Linked DNA regions of Zea mays: region 2 is linked to region 1. Evidence: chromatin contacts called from public Hi-C data. All regions are on one chromosome and are shown on one strand. Each heading gives the region's core, a stretch centred on a gene start, on an enhancer-like site or on the middle of the called end of the contact. The rest is flanking DNA. Distances are from core to core; before and after follow the strand shown. Region 1 holds the start of LOC100282607 (polygalacturonase). Region 2 has its middle 7.6 kb from the start of LOC103640940.

What was found. Hi-C and Micro-C count contacts between places; a contact is called where the count stands out from the background.
Region 2: a Hi-C map of tassel shows a contact between it and region 1, with 4 times the contacts expected there. The contact joins the enhancer-like site here to the promoter of LOC100282607 in region 1. A contact is called at or near these places in 4 of 25 Hi-C or Micro-C datasets (ear, endosperm, leaf and 1 more).

The regions. Positions count from the first base shown.
Region 1 is chr10:22,697,773-22,704,251 of Zm-B73-REFERENCE-NAM-5.0, reverse strand. LOC100282607 (polygalacturonase) reads left to right here and starts at 1,291. Exons shown (of 6, transcript NM_001155515.1): 1 at 1,291-1,464; 2 at 1,788-2,105; 3 at 2,911-3,031; 4 at 3,128-3,302; 5 at 3,416-3,486; 6 at 3,771-4,832. The coding sequence starts at 1,453. The coding sequence ends at 4,450.
Region 2 is chr10:22,869,833-22,876,757 of Zm-B73-REFERENCE-NAM-5.0, reverse strand. No RefSeq gene overlaps it. Among protein-coding and RNA genes, the nearest start is that of LOC103640940, 7.6 kb to the right of the region's middle. Within about 2 kb of position 2,802, at least 14 of the 20 cell types and tissues checked have an H3K27ac peak or open chromatin away from gene starts, as enhancers often do. A contact at or near this core is called in ear, leaf and tassel, where this site is marked.

The DNA of each region.
Region 1 (6,479 bases), core at 42-2,541:
ATCGTTGGAAGTAGCTATTGCCGAGCTTCTGCCGATCGTTGAGCTTAACTGTCTGGTGTGCACCGGACATGACCGATGGCTAGCTTCCTAAGAGCCTGTTTGTAGAGCTCTCTGAGTTGACTATCCGGTGTACAACGGACTATTCGATCCCTCTGTCCGGTGCACACCGGACATGTCCGATGCGCCAACACAGCGCCAACTGTCAGGCCCTTTATCTGACTTCTCTAGTCCTTTTCTTTGGGCTCTTTTGATCTTGTGTCTTGGACTTTGTTGTGTATATGTTGTTCCTTCTTGAGTCTTAGATCTTCTTTTGAGGCGTTGCATCCTCCAAGCCTAAGTCCAATCCACTTTGCATCCTATAAACTACAAAACAGAAACACTTGGAACACATTAGTTTACAAGGTTATGTTGATCATCAAACACCAAAATCACTTAGCCAAATGGACCAGGGTCTATTTTCCTTTCAGGATCAACAATAAATTATGACTATTCTCCTTATTTTTATCGTTTGGTTTTTAAGGAGACTCGATTGATATGTTGATTTCTCATATTTTGTGATAAGATTATCTTAGAGAAATGTTGACCTGAGTTGTATGCCTCACCATTTATTTTCTTCATTAGGGTTTTTGAGATGATGGCTATAGACATACTATTATTCTTTGGGCTAGAGATCCATGGGAGAACAGTGCTATACCATGGTTCTACTCTTTATTTTTCTCACTAAGTTTTAAGGAGTTCACTTGGTACTATTTAACTTAATATACATTTATCTTAGATTTCTTATATATATATATATATATATATATATATTGGAAGAATAATTGAAGGCTGTTTTGATTGGATCGATCGAGGGGAAGTGTTGAGGATAATCGCTCCAACGATTGAGACAACCGTTCGCTGGCGTACGGTCACGATGAACAGTCGTGTCCCTACACCCTACACCGCACCCCTATACTTTGTATATAAGAAACCACGTCCACCCATAAAGCTTCATTTGGTGATCCGGGATCCCGGGAGGATCGGAGGGAATTAGTTCATTTCCTCCAATCCCCTCCAATCCTCCCGAGATCACTTGTCACCAAATCAACCATAAAGTATTGATTAATTCCTCTCCATCTTTTTATCTCTATGTCTCATTTACATTGTATTTCAAGAAGTCATACGGAGCGAACGTTACTATAGCACACGGAGGACCTTTCGAGAGCCACGCTGTAAACCTATGCACACAAAAAAGAAGAAAAAAATACCACCCTTGCTCTTAAGCTTCGCGTCAGCCACCCTCCGCTATTCGTTCTATCTCCTTCTCCACTGGGCCAACTCCGCTCTACTCTCCAATCCCAGGCGAATCCCTCGTCTTCTTCGACCGCGTGTCGGAGCTTCATCTTCTCTGGTCCGCCTGCCCTGATTTGCCGCTCCGCTCTCCCCCCCTTCCGCCGGAAAGGGGGGAAATTGATGGCGAGGCTAGTAAGTATGTCTGATCACTGTGCCTTGTCGAACCCTCCGTGCCGTGGGTTTCCTCCGCAGGGGAGCCTCTTTTCTTGCTCGCCGTGGCCTCCCGCGAAATGGGTTCTCTGGGATTGTCGCATAGTGCCGTGTTCCTGCTAGGGGGATGCCCGGGTCTCGATTCGCTCTGCTCTCGTCGCCGCAAATCGGGATCTTCCTGTGCGCGCGTGACGCGTCCCTTGAGATCTTGCGCGTATTGATTGTGTAGCTTCCGTACTGGATTGACTCATGGGAACAGCGCTAGTACTGAGCACTGACTGGCTATGGCTCCGTGCTGGTTGCAGGTGGCTCTGGCATCGATGGTGGCAGTTCTGGTACTCGGCCTCGCCTGTGCAGAGGCGGAGCCACAGTGCACGCGGCGCCGCCCGCCCGCGCCGCCGCGGCCGCACAGCGTGACGATCACCGAGTTCGGGGCCGTTGGTGACGGCGTCACCCTCAACACCGTGTCCTTCCAGAACGCCGTCTTCTACCTGCGCTCCTTCGCCGACAAGGGCGGCGCGCAGCTGTACATTCCCAGGGGCCGGTGGCTCACCGGCAGTTTCAATCTCACCAGCCACCTTACCCTCTTCCTGGAGAGTGGCGCTGTCATCGTTGGCACGCAGGTTGTTGTCCACCTCAATTTTGCAATTGTTTTCTCTCTCTTCTGTCCGCGTGAGCATTTTGCTGTGTCATTACTTGTCCAATTCCGTTCCGTAGAGCATAGGCAGCTGGGTGTTTAGGATGTTGTTTGGCCATCAATTTTCGATTTGCATTTGCATTTGCATTGAGAGTTGCTAGCAACGCAATGGCCAGCCCATGCCACCATTTGTTTGTTTGGATACGGTTGGTGGAAGATGTCCTACTGGAGCGATATTTTTCCAGCCTTCCTGGTAAACCTCATAGGTGAGGCTTCTATTTCTAGGATTTAATCTGAAAATATTTTGCTTGGGAGTGAGGTATATGTTTTGTTCTTCCATATTTTCGTTAAGTACTACAACGTTCCATATTCTTTCGGATCTTTGCTAGCGTAATGGTATGCGACTTTGCTAATCAAGACAGGAGCACTAGATGATGGTGACACGTAGTTATCGATGTGAGGGGCAGTAGCTAAGGAAAGACAAATACCATTTGCATTGATTTGAAGTCAAGCTGCTTTATGCACTGGGCTGATTGAGATTGTTTGTCTGTAATATATAGTTTTCTGCATGGTGAGGACATGTCTAGTATCTGTTCCATTGCATGCTGGTGAAGTTTTGTTTGTTCGGAAAGAGCAGTCTAAGATCTTTAATAGGCGTTGCAAATCTTTGAACATTGAAAGGAACATATTTTGTATGCATTTCACTTTTTCTCCTTATAGCTGTGAAATTAGATGCCTTATCGTAAGTTAAACATTTAAACTAACTGTAAGCACTTGTGTTTTTACTTCAGGACGTTTCACAGTGGCCTGTTGTCGAACCTTTGCCATCATATGGACGAGGAATGGACCTTCCAGGTTCGAGGCATCGAAGCTTAATAAACGGGCAGAATCTAGTTGATGTTGTAATTACGGGTAAATGAAATCTTAAAGCACGCTTGGTTTGAGACATATCAGTATTTTATCTAGTAGTTATTTGATTTACATACTTAAAGAACACACTTCTTTCAGGAAACAATGGAACAATCGATGGCCAGGGTTCTACATGGTGGAACTGGTTTCGTTCGAATAAGTTGAACTATAGTCGCCCTCATCTTGTGGAGTTTGTGGACTCTGAGCAAATCGTCATTTCGAACATAACATTTTTAAATTCCCCTGCTTGGAGTATACATCCAGTGTATTGCAGGTACGCTAACATTGTTTGCAACTATAGAATCTGCTCTGCTCTGTCCTGCTAGATTTTTGAGACAGAGATTGTCAAAAATTACTTACTGACATGTTTCCGTTGTTTTCCATCAGCAATGTAGTGGTCCATAGTGTCACAATTCAGACTTCATTGGATGCTCCACTTAATCATGGAATCGTTCCAGGTAACGCAGCACTTGATCATCATGCATTCCTTACCTTAGTCAAAATCCATGTGACCGGAACATTTTTTTGGATATGTATCCTGAGTATCATCTACTTAAAGTATGTCTTAACTGAGACAAGTTATACTAGCCAGTTTCAGTTGTGGCTGTGTACTTGGTGGAGACAGCAAATTATTCTATGCTCTACGTTTAACATTTTAACCCATCACCTGAGGTGATTCGCCGCAGAACCATGGCCAAAACCTGATCCATTCCTCTCTGCGTATGTGTTTTTTTTTCTGTAGATTCATGCTCAAATATGTGCATCGAGGACAGCAGTATCAGTGTTAGCCACGACGCCATATCACTAAAAAGCGGGTGGGACAAGCAAGGCATTGCTTTCGGGAGGCCAACCTCAGACATCCACATAAGCAGACTGGATCTGCAGTCCTCACTGGGCGCCGCTCTCGCGTTCGGGAGCGAGATGTCGGGCGGGATCTCGGACATCCATGCGGACCGCCTCCTCATCCACTCTTCGTCCAGAGGCGTCTTCTTCAAGACCGCGCCGGGACGCGGAGGCTATATCAGAGACACCGTGATCTCAGACGTCCAGATGGAAGACGTCGACGTCGCCATCGCATTCACCGGTGACTGGCCAAGCCACCCAGATGACCAGTTCGACCCGGCCGCGCTCCCGGTGGTCAGCCACATCACCCTGAAGAACATGACTGGAACAAGAATCTCGGTCGCTGGCGTTTTGTCAGGAATCGCCGGCGACCCGTTCACCGACATCTGCCTCTCCAACATCAACTTCTCACTGGCCGATTCGGCCAGTCCCACCTCCCACTGGTCTTGCTCCAACGTCTCCGGATACTCCGAGCTGGTCTTCCCCGAGCCTTGCCTGGATCTGCAGACCCAATCCTCAGACGCTTCCGTCTGCTCCACCCTCCCTAGCTTCCACGCCGCCGCCATTGCAGCAGCGTAAATGCACAGAGAGTACAAAGTGTCCATCCTTTTTCCTGTTCCCGGTCCCCTGTACACTTCAGAGGATCTCTCAAGCCGCCTTTTCCTCCCCCGACAATTCTTTGAAGCTATAGGCGCGCCCCTGTCGTTGAAGAAAAGAATCGTTCACCGTTTTTCTCCGGCCGTCGGCTTCGAGGGCTCAGCTGCATCGCCTTTCTTGCGGGAGGCAAGCCTGGCGGCGGACGGTCGACATCGAGCTGTTAATTTGCTTGTACAGTTATGATTTCTTCATTCAATCTGTAAGAAGGAATTTTTGTGGTAGTAGAGGGTTGAGTCGAGTCCAGAGAGTTGCTTCATACGATTGTCGATTTGGTGAATAAAACACATGATGAATTCATGATCCAGTGGCTCTGTATACATCCTGTCATCCTTGTGGGTACATCCATCCATGATCCATCCAATCTAACAAACAACCAGTACACCAACACCTCACATGTTCTCGTGGTCCTGGGTTCCCCAGGCTGGCAGGCGCCTGCGGAATGTAGCCAGGCCAGGGGCCAGGCCCTCGCTCCCGTTGCTGCCAAACAAATTGGCGTCCGTCCATAGAGTTTGTTAGATGACCGAGCATGGCCATGGCCTACTGGGGGCCTGGGGGTGGGGGCGGTTTCATTGGCTTCGCTTTGTCGCCATGCAGTGCGGCGGGCGGGCCGCTGAGCTGGCGCCGTCTTGGGCGGTCGCCATTTGCGCAAGCTCCAGGCTCCAGCCAGCATTCGCATCTGCTTTGCGGTCACTTGCAGTTGCAGTGGACGGTGAACAGAACCATCACGGGAGCTGGCACCGATGATTAGCTAGCTGGTCATGCTGCTGGCGCTTGTTGTATATCTATTACGTGTTGTTCGGTTCCACTCAACAAAGTTTAGTCAATACAACATCGAATGTCTAAATGATAATTACATATATTAAATATAGTTTAATTACAAAACTAATTGTAGAGATAGAGACTAAAAGATGAGATAAATTCATTAAACTTAATCGAGATTATATTTAATAGATATTCAAACATTGGATACATGGACTAAACTTCAGTAGGGTAGCATGTGAAAGACTGAAGCAGCAGGTGCTGCATGACCCCAAAATGCCATGAAAGGCTCAGTGAACCTTGTCTTGGAACACGGGCTGCTGGTACCGAAGCTGCTGTTGGTGAGCAGGAAGCAGAATGTTACGCGAAAACTGAACACCATTGGATACCGTCATACCGAGCAGCAGATGCTCAGCCTCTGATTAAAAAAACAAAAAAAAACAAAACTGAACAGAGCTGACCATGTCATGTGCTGCAACATGTCGTTGTATCAGCTAGCGCAAGATCCATCCATCCAGGCTGCTCAGATGGCTGTGCTGCAGAGTGCAGCAGGCTTTGTTGAATGCAGTCAAAGCAGGGAGCGGACGGGATGCTGTGGACAGGGGCAGCTGGGCGTGACAGGCTCAATCAGTCCCCCTGACATGTGCCAACTGAGGATTACTGTTCCTGTGGATCTTCAGTTTTTACAGCTGATGAGATAAGAACATAACTGCTAGTAGTAGTAAGGATATCTCCTATTTTAGACCTCACTTTATAAACACAATAGTCTATAATGCAAACCAATGTTTTATACGGCTATATGCACGATCCGCTGAGCACAGTCTAACAAGTTGTTTCTTCTATCTCTATTTAAGAACTCCGTTAGAGTATCTTCCACCTAGAGATAGCAATACGACGATGGATATTTACTCCATTAGACGATGTGTATAGACTAAATATCCTATCATAGGTCTTTGTTAGACAAAATCCTTCACTCAATGGGTATGTAGATATTGGAACGTTCCCGCATTCACCCATACTCATTATCCCATGAGTATAAAACATCATGTATCACTATATCAAACCCATGGATGATTGGTTCAAAACCTACCGTTTTTGTGTAAGGCGTTATTTTGGTACAAGTTTAATCTTTGTTGTTACGAGTGATCCGACGGGTGACTTTGACTTATATGAGTGTACGAGAGAAAATTTG
Region 2 (6,925 bases), core at 1,553-4,052, 170 kb before region 1:
GTAAATGAGTCTATACCTTAAATTTAGCGAACACAACGCTCTCTGTCACCTCCAACAAGGGACTGCAAATGAGCCTCTAAAATTTAGAGTGTGGTCTCCAGCCGCTAAATTTCGAGGTGCACTGTAGATCCGGTACCCTACGCGAGATGCTCCTTTTCGGCTGCTAGTAGCTGGTGTCATATCTTTTTTATTATATTTTGTTTCTTGTCGACCAATGACGTAGAGAGAGAATAGAGATAAAAAAATGAGATATAGAGGATGAAAGTTAGAGAACTTTGCTGGAGACAGTGAAGCTATAGAAAACGATTTTTTAGAGTGTGCTGTAAAGGACAAAAATAGTTTTTTAAAGGATGAAATTGGGGACGTTGCTCGAGACAGTCTAAACACTGGTTTAAAGCTTTAGATTCAAAGTTAAAAACTCTAAAATATGAAGCGGTGAAACAAAGAAGCCCTAATTAAACGACTTAGGCCTTGTTTAGAATCAACCTAGTTTTTAAGAATCCAGTTTCTATCTCTAGTTTCTCGAAACTAGTTTATAAAAAAATTGGTTTATGGTGTTTAGTACCACCTCAGTCTTTATAAACTGGCTTTAGATAGCTGAGGCTAACTTCTTGGTTTTTAAGAAATTGATAATCCAGTTTCTATAAAATAGGACATAAGCTATTATGTTTGAAAACAATTTAGTTTTTATAAATTAGTTTCTTAAAAACTAGGTGTTTTCAAACAAGCCCTAACATGGAAAGGGTTTCTTACCCATTCATGTCTAAAAAGAGGGGGGCTGACTGCCTGACTTACAAAATGGAAAACAAAATTATCTCGGATGGTTTGCTCCTGCCTCAGGCATGTGGAGTGCTTGGTGGGATGTGACATGCAATAGCGATTATGTTATCCTATATGCCTTAGACCCGCGCGCACTTATTGAAATCTTGATTTTTGTATGTGTTGGCATTTTCTGTCGTACTCTGAAGTGTGTTTGTACAAAATTAAAGGGTTGAATGATTGCATATGCTTAAAAATAGTTATCCCATCTCTCCCTAATTATTACAAAACCAATTTAAAACACTTTTTTTTCTAAAAGCGGATAAATTAATGTTTCGTTAGTAGAAATTATACTGGCTAAAATACGTAACTTCGACCGACATAAAATTTTAACAGATTAAACTAGATAAGATTATGAAACTAAGCCAACAACAGCAGTCACATATAGATCGGACTTCCAGATATAAAGTTGTTGATAAAACAAGACTGCTATTCTAGAGTATGACAAAAATTAATCAACCTTTAATTTTGAAATTAAGCGAGAACCATAAATGGTTAATTATCCAAACTTTGCATTGCATGTCACTAATTTGCCTTAGCAATTCAAATCGAACGTATAGTTTAAAATAAGAAATTAATCTAGAAACAAAACTAACCATACAATCAGTAAACAAAGACAGAGGAAAGCACTAGACAGTTCTTCCTTGAATCTCCAAAAACTCTAAATCAATCTCTCCAATCGATCTAATATAGACCAAAAACTCAAGAATGTTCTAATGACTTGTTAAAGTAAATATGGTTCATGTCAAGAATGTTCTAATGACAGTCTTAGCTCTGAGGGCATGCACTTTCGGTGTTGGTTCATGTCAGGGGAACGCGTACGTGAGAGATGAGATGCATCGATATATTCTTGGCTTTACGACAGTTAGCGTAAAGCAAGTGAGAAGGCCGGGCGGGGGGTTTGGTAGAGAATCTAAACATACATATAATTACAAGAAAAGAACACCGCGTAGTAGGATGAGTCCATCGTTGAATATAATGGAGCAGCACTCGCATTGTTCAACCCTAGTACGTGCGCGTTAAGGAACGACTTCTTCTTCTTCTTCTTCTACTCGTCAGTCCCGAATGCAAGCAGAATGCATATGCATCTGCTGTACAATGTTGACTGGAGTATCTCTCCACATCCATGCATCATGCTATACCTGTCGTGTGCTCGCATGCATCGGTCATTCCGTCTTTTTCCGGATATCAATATATTATATTTCCGGATAGGAAATATATTATATACTCCAACCTAATCTTGGTTAATTGGAGCTTGGTAATTACATTTAGTTTGGAATATCTTACAAATTAGAGGCTTCTACGAAGCACCATTTTTACACATGCATAAATCGAATTAATCTGACATTATATTATATTTTCGGATAGGAATATTATATATATATATATATATATATATATATATATATATATATATATATATATATATATATATATATGACATGCATATAAGCATATTATTTCTGACGTGCGCAAAGGCTTCGAAAAAGTCGACGTCGCTGCTCGATCCGATTCAGGAAACTAACCTGTTTGGCCGACTGGTCACTTTCAGCCGTTTATTATTTCTAAAAGCACACACATGCATGCAGATAAACGAAAGCGCCATCCATATATACCCGTCTCTATCGTCGTCGACTGACATTTACTCGCTCATCGTCTTCGAATAAACCATGCATGCATAATGCATTGACCAACTCATAAATTGAGCAAAGCAGAGCAGAGCAGCCACGACATCGGCCATGGCATTAGTGAAAAATGATTCAACATCGACGTAGTTGTCTTATTCCAATTAAAAAAAAACAAGTCTAAATTATAGGCCCTATATTTTTCCATAGCAAAATACGTCAAAAATGATTCAGTAAGTAACTAGTTTAGACTCGAATAGAAAAACTGTCCTAGCTGGTTTTATCGGACCACACGGCTGCCTGGCCCAGGTCTCAAACCGGCTGGCCAGGACGGTTTCATTGGGCCTAAGAAGGCCGGCAGGGTACAGCCCAGCAGATTTTAACACAAGAGACATTGTCACAACACCTTTTATTTAACCCTTGGACAAATCTGGTCGTCAACGTAACTCTATCTTCACTCTAAAGCACAAGTTATGTGTACCGTGTGTTACGGGCGAAGCAGGTAGATCAGTTTTTCTCCTCCACATCGCTTAACAACCAGACTATTACATTTTCAGATAGACTGTAAGGAAACACTTAAGCCCAACATAATAAGTCACACACAACACCACGTTCCTGTATAGTACCACCTCATTAGTTGAAGAAGGACGAACGGCCGAACGAACTATAGAAAAAGAGGCAGGTCTTCTTTTTAACTCATACTTTTCTCGGATTTTTCGCTAAAATAATGTGAAGTATCTGCAATATATGATGTGTGAGCCATATGTTCACTTAATTTTTTTTGAAAGATCTATCACACTAGTTTATCACTAGACGTTCAGATATCATCAAATAGATACCGTCGCAACGCACGGTCAACTAGTGGAAAGTTCAGCCTCAGCGTACATGTCTCACTCATGGTTGCAGCACAACGCAAGTGATGTGGTCTGTGACTTGTGAAGTTGTGATGGATCGCTTACTCGTGCCTTGCAAACCTCTTCGGGTTCTAAGTTCTCTGCTATACACGGCACGGCGTTTGCCGATCAAACTTGCTTCGTTTCGTACTGAGGTAGCGAACGAACGCAATTGGTGCGTTAAGGATTTTATCATTCGTTGGCGTGGAAGCACGTTTGGCCACAGAGAAATGTGAATGTGTGATGCCGTGTGTAAAATACACGGTTGCTCTAGTGTTCCCAGGCCCATCAGGTTTTATTAGGCCGCAACGCCACTGATTCAGACGATTTCAGATATTCGTATGTGTGCCTCAAATCTCATGCCCATGACTCCGTAAGGTCAGCCTGTTCGCTTGGCTTTCGTCTCTGCCAGCTTTATTTTACCTCTATGAATTACAGTTCCAGCAATATAAACAACTGACTTTAATCCGAAGCGAGGTCTAATATAAAAAGAGCATAACAAACGATCCTCCTCAACTCAAATGTCAGGCTTAATAATCGACCCATGTTTTTTAAGGTCCGTGATCAGTTACACATAAAAAGATTCTATTACTTTTCTTTTCAATTCGTATTGAGTTGGTTTCACGTGTGTTCATATATATGGTTCCACGGATCACTTTATTCTAGATGAGATGGTATTGTTGGAACCTGCCCTCAAGGACAGGTTGATCCAACGGGAAAGTAGGGAGAGAGTTTTCGAAGCTTAACACGGGATACCAAAAGCCTTGTTGATCTCCCCGTGCCTGGGCACAGTACGGAGGTATTTATAGGTACTCGAGGGGCCGCTTGCTCCTGTCAAAGACATTTAGACCCTCGAGTACCTGGTTTATCCCCAGAATATTCCCACGAGAGAAGGTTATAGACAGTCATTACGGTAAACTTTATTATAGACACGACCCTAATCACACATGTCCACGCAGGGCCCAACTCTGGGCCGAATCGCACATGGGCCTCTCTCGGTGGTGAGGGAGTGGGAGGTCCCGTAGACTTCGGCGGGGCCTTCGTCTTGTCTCGTGTGAGCGAAGGGGGTCGAACTGGCCTCCGCCCGGTTAGCGCCCTTGGCCTATCCTGTCGGGTTGTGGATTCAGCCTTCGCCTGTGCAAGGCGAGAACGAAGTCGACGAGCGAATGGTGGCGTGTTCGCCTTCGCCCCAACATTTGCCCTCCGAGGGACCAGTTTGACTAAGTCAGCTGGTGCCGAAGACCACCGTGAGATGGTGAAGACGCTGCCCTCGCTCGAAGTGGTCCCGCGGGGGTTTTTGAAATGTGACCGTTGATGGACGTGTTACTGTTGGACTGCATGTTTCCCAAGGAGTCGCGTCGCGCCTATAAAAAGCCGACCGCGGCCGGGCCCGTTTTTGGCTTGCATTTGCGTAGTAGAAACCCTAGCTTTTTTGAATTGCTCGTCTGCCCTCCTTGCTCGCTCTGCTTCGGAAATCTGGCCCGTATCAAGTAGACCGCGCGCCGCCGCCGACGTTACGTTGCAATGTCTTCTTCTTCGTCTGCCGCGAGCGCATCGTCGGTCGTGCCGTCGTCCGAGGAGACCTTGAGTGATTTGGCGGTGATGGAGTTGCAGCCTGGCCATACCGTGGAGTTTGGTACTTTGAGGATTTCATCGGTCCGCGTGCTAGAGTTGCAGCGGCTTGATTACTTTGGTAACGGTGTCAGGCGGGCCCCGGGTGCAGAGGAGGTCCCCGAGCCTGAAGGCGAGTTAGTAGTTTTTGAGGCTTTTTTGTTGCCGGTCTTTGCTTCCCGACACATCGATTCGTGGCAGAGGTGTTGCGAAGGTTTGAAGTGCAGGTCCACCAGTTGACGCCGAACGCCGTGGTGGCACTAGCGAAGTATGTCTGGGTAGTTACTTCCTACGGCGGGCAGCCGTCTGTGGAGGTCTTCGCTAAAAATTATTGCTTGCATTGGCAGAAGAGGAAACTAGGAAATAAGATAGCACAATTCGGATCGTGCACCTTCACGCCGAGGACTGGGAAGACTTCGGCTGAGGTTGTGGAGATAGTCCCCTGTGCTAGGAACAAATGGGGCAACTGGTGGGACTTTTGGTTCTATGTGGCTCCCGGTGACGTCGAAGACCTGCCGAGCCTACCTTCGGCCATTCTGTACTCACACTGCTATGTGGCGTTTCCTCGATTCGAGGTGGCGGAGGAAGATGAAGATGAAGGGGCCCTTCGACATGCTGCTCGCCTGAGTAGCGAACGTGACTTGGTTGAAGAATTTATTGTGTATGGAGTGTGGCCCTTGGCGCACAGCTGGGTATTGGGCGAAGTGACCCCCCGTCGGATGCCAACCCTGGGCAACCAGCTAGTGCGAAGTCCTGCCTTTGTGGTGGATTTACACGGTCGCAACCCGGCCGCATTTGTGCGTGAAGTGGAGGCCGAGGCCGCGAAGATTGTAGGAAAATATGTGCCGAAGACGGAAACTCTGAGGAGTTGGGATATCCGCGGTTCAAATGTTAGGTTGAACCGTGTTTTTGAGTTGAATCGTTTGCCGTATGCCGGCTACCCGGGGGACGACTATGCCGATGTTGCTATCCGCCCGGGGAAAAAGGCGATGACCATGGCCGACGAGGGCCCTTCACGTGGAACAGCGCCGGCCGCGGCCGCCAAGAAGAGGAAATTAGGTACAACAGCTGAGGGGTCGAGGGCTTTCGATCGTTTTGCTGCGGATTTGTTGGAGACCTGCACGGTTCCCGAGGAGACGATGTCTTCGCCCGAGCTCCGGAAATCTTCCGCACGAATGCTGAAGGTTACCGAGGGTCGCTGGCCTAGGAATGTTCCGATTCTTCGGGCGGCCGGCGAGGACATGTTTACATCTCGATTAGCTCGTGAGATGAAAATTTTTCCTTACGGACGGAATGTTGGTGCTGTTGTATCGGCAGTGATGGAGAAGGATTGCCAAGACGCGCCATGAAAACGCCGGGTGTTCGCCAGGGTGGGGGACCCGAGGCGCGAGGCGAAAATGGCACGGACGAGCGTGAAGCCTGCCGCCTCCGGCGCCAGCATGCCTCCACCTGTCGCGCCCACACATGAGCGCAGACCTCCCTTGCCACCACGCGTTGCTGAGGCAGTGGTGGCAGACGCTGAAGTCTCCATAGATATTTCCGTGGATGACTACATTGTGGGCGGAGTCGCAATATTCGACGTCCACACGGGACTGGATCCTGCTGGTGAGTTTTTTTGTTTTTTGCGCGAAGTCTGCATTTCTGACGTGACCGTGGTGTTGGAGCGGGGTCCGGGCAACTGGCTGTTGTCCCGGCGCCGGTGGCCGTACCGAACGTGGCGAAGGGGTCCTCGCAGGACCCGTGGTCCAAGTTCTGCGCCAGCGGCGAAATTGCCTCGGCCACCGTCGCGAAGGACGTGGCCGCCTCAGTTGCGCAACACCTGAAACACGTGACTAACCAGTGCTTCTGGAGTTTGTTTTCTTCCATGGCTCTGATTTTTTGACAGTCTTTTGTGCCAGGCGGCTGCCTTCGCCGAGCACATTGCATTGGGGGCGCTGACCTCGGAGTTTTCTGCCGAAACGCGACGACTCGAGGGGA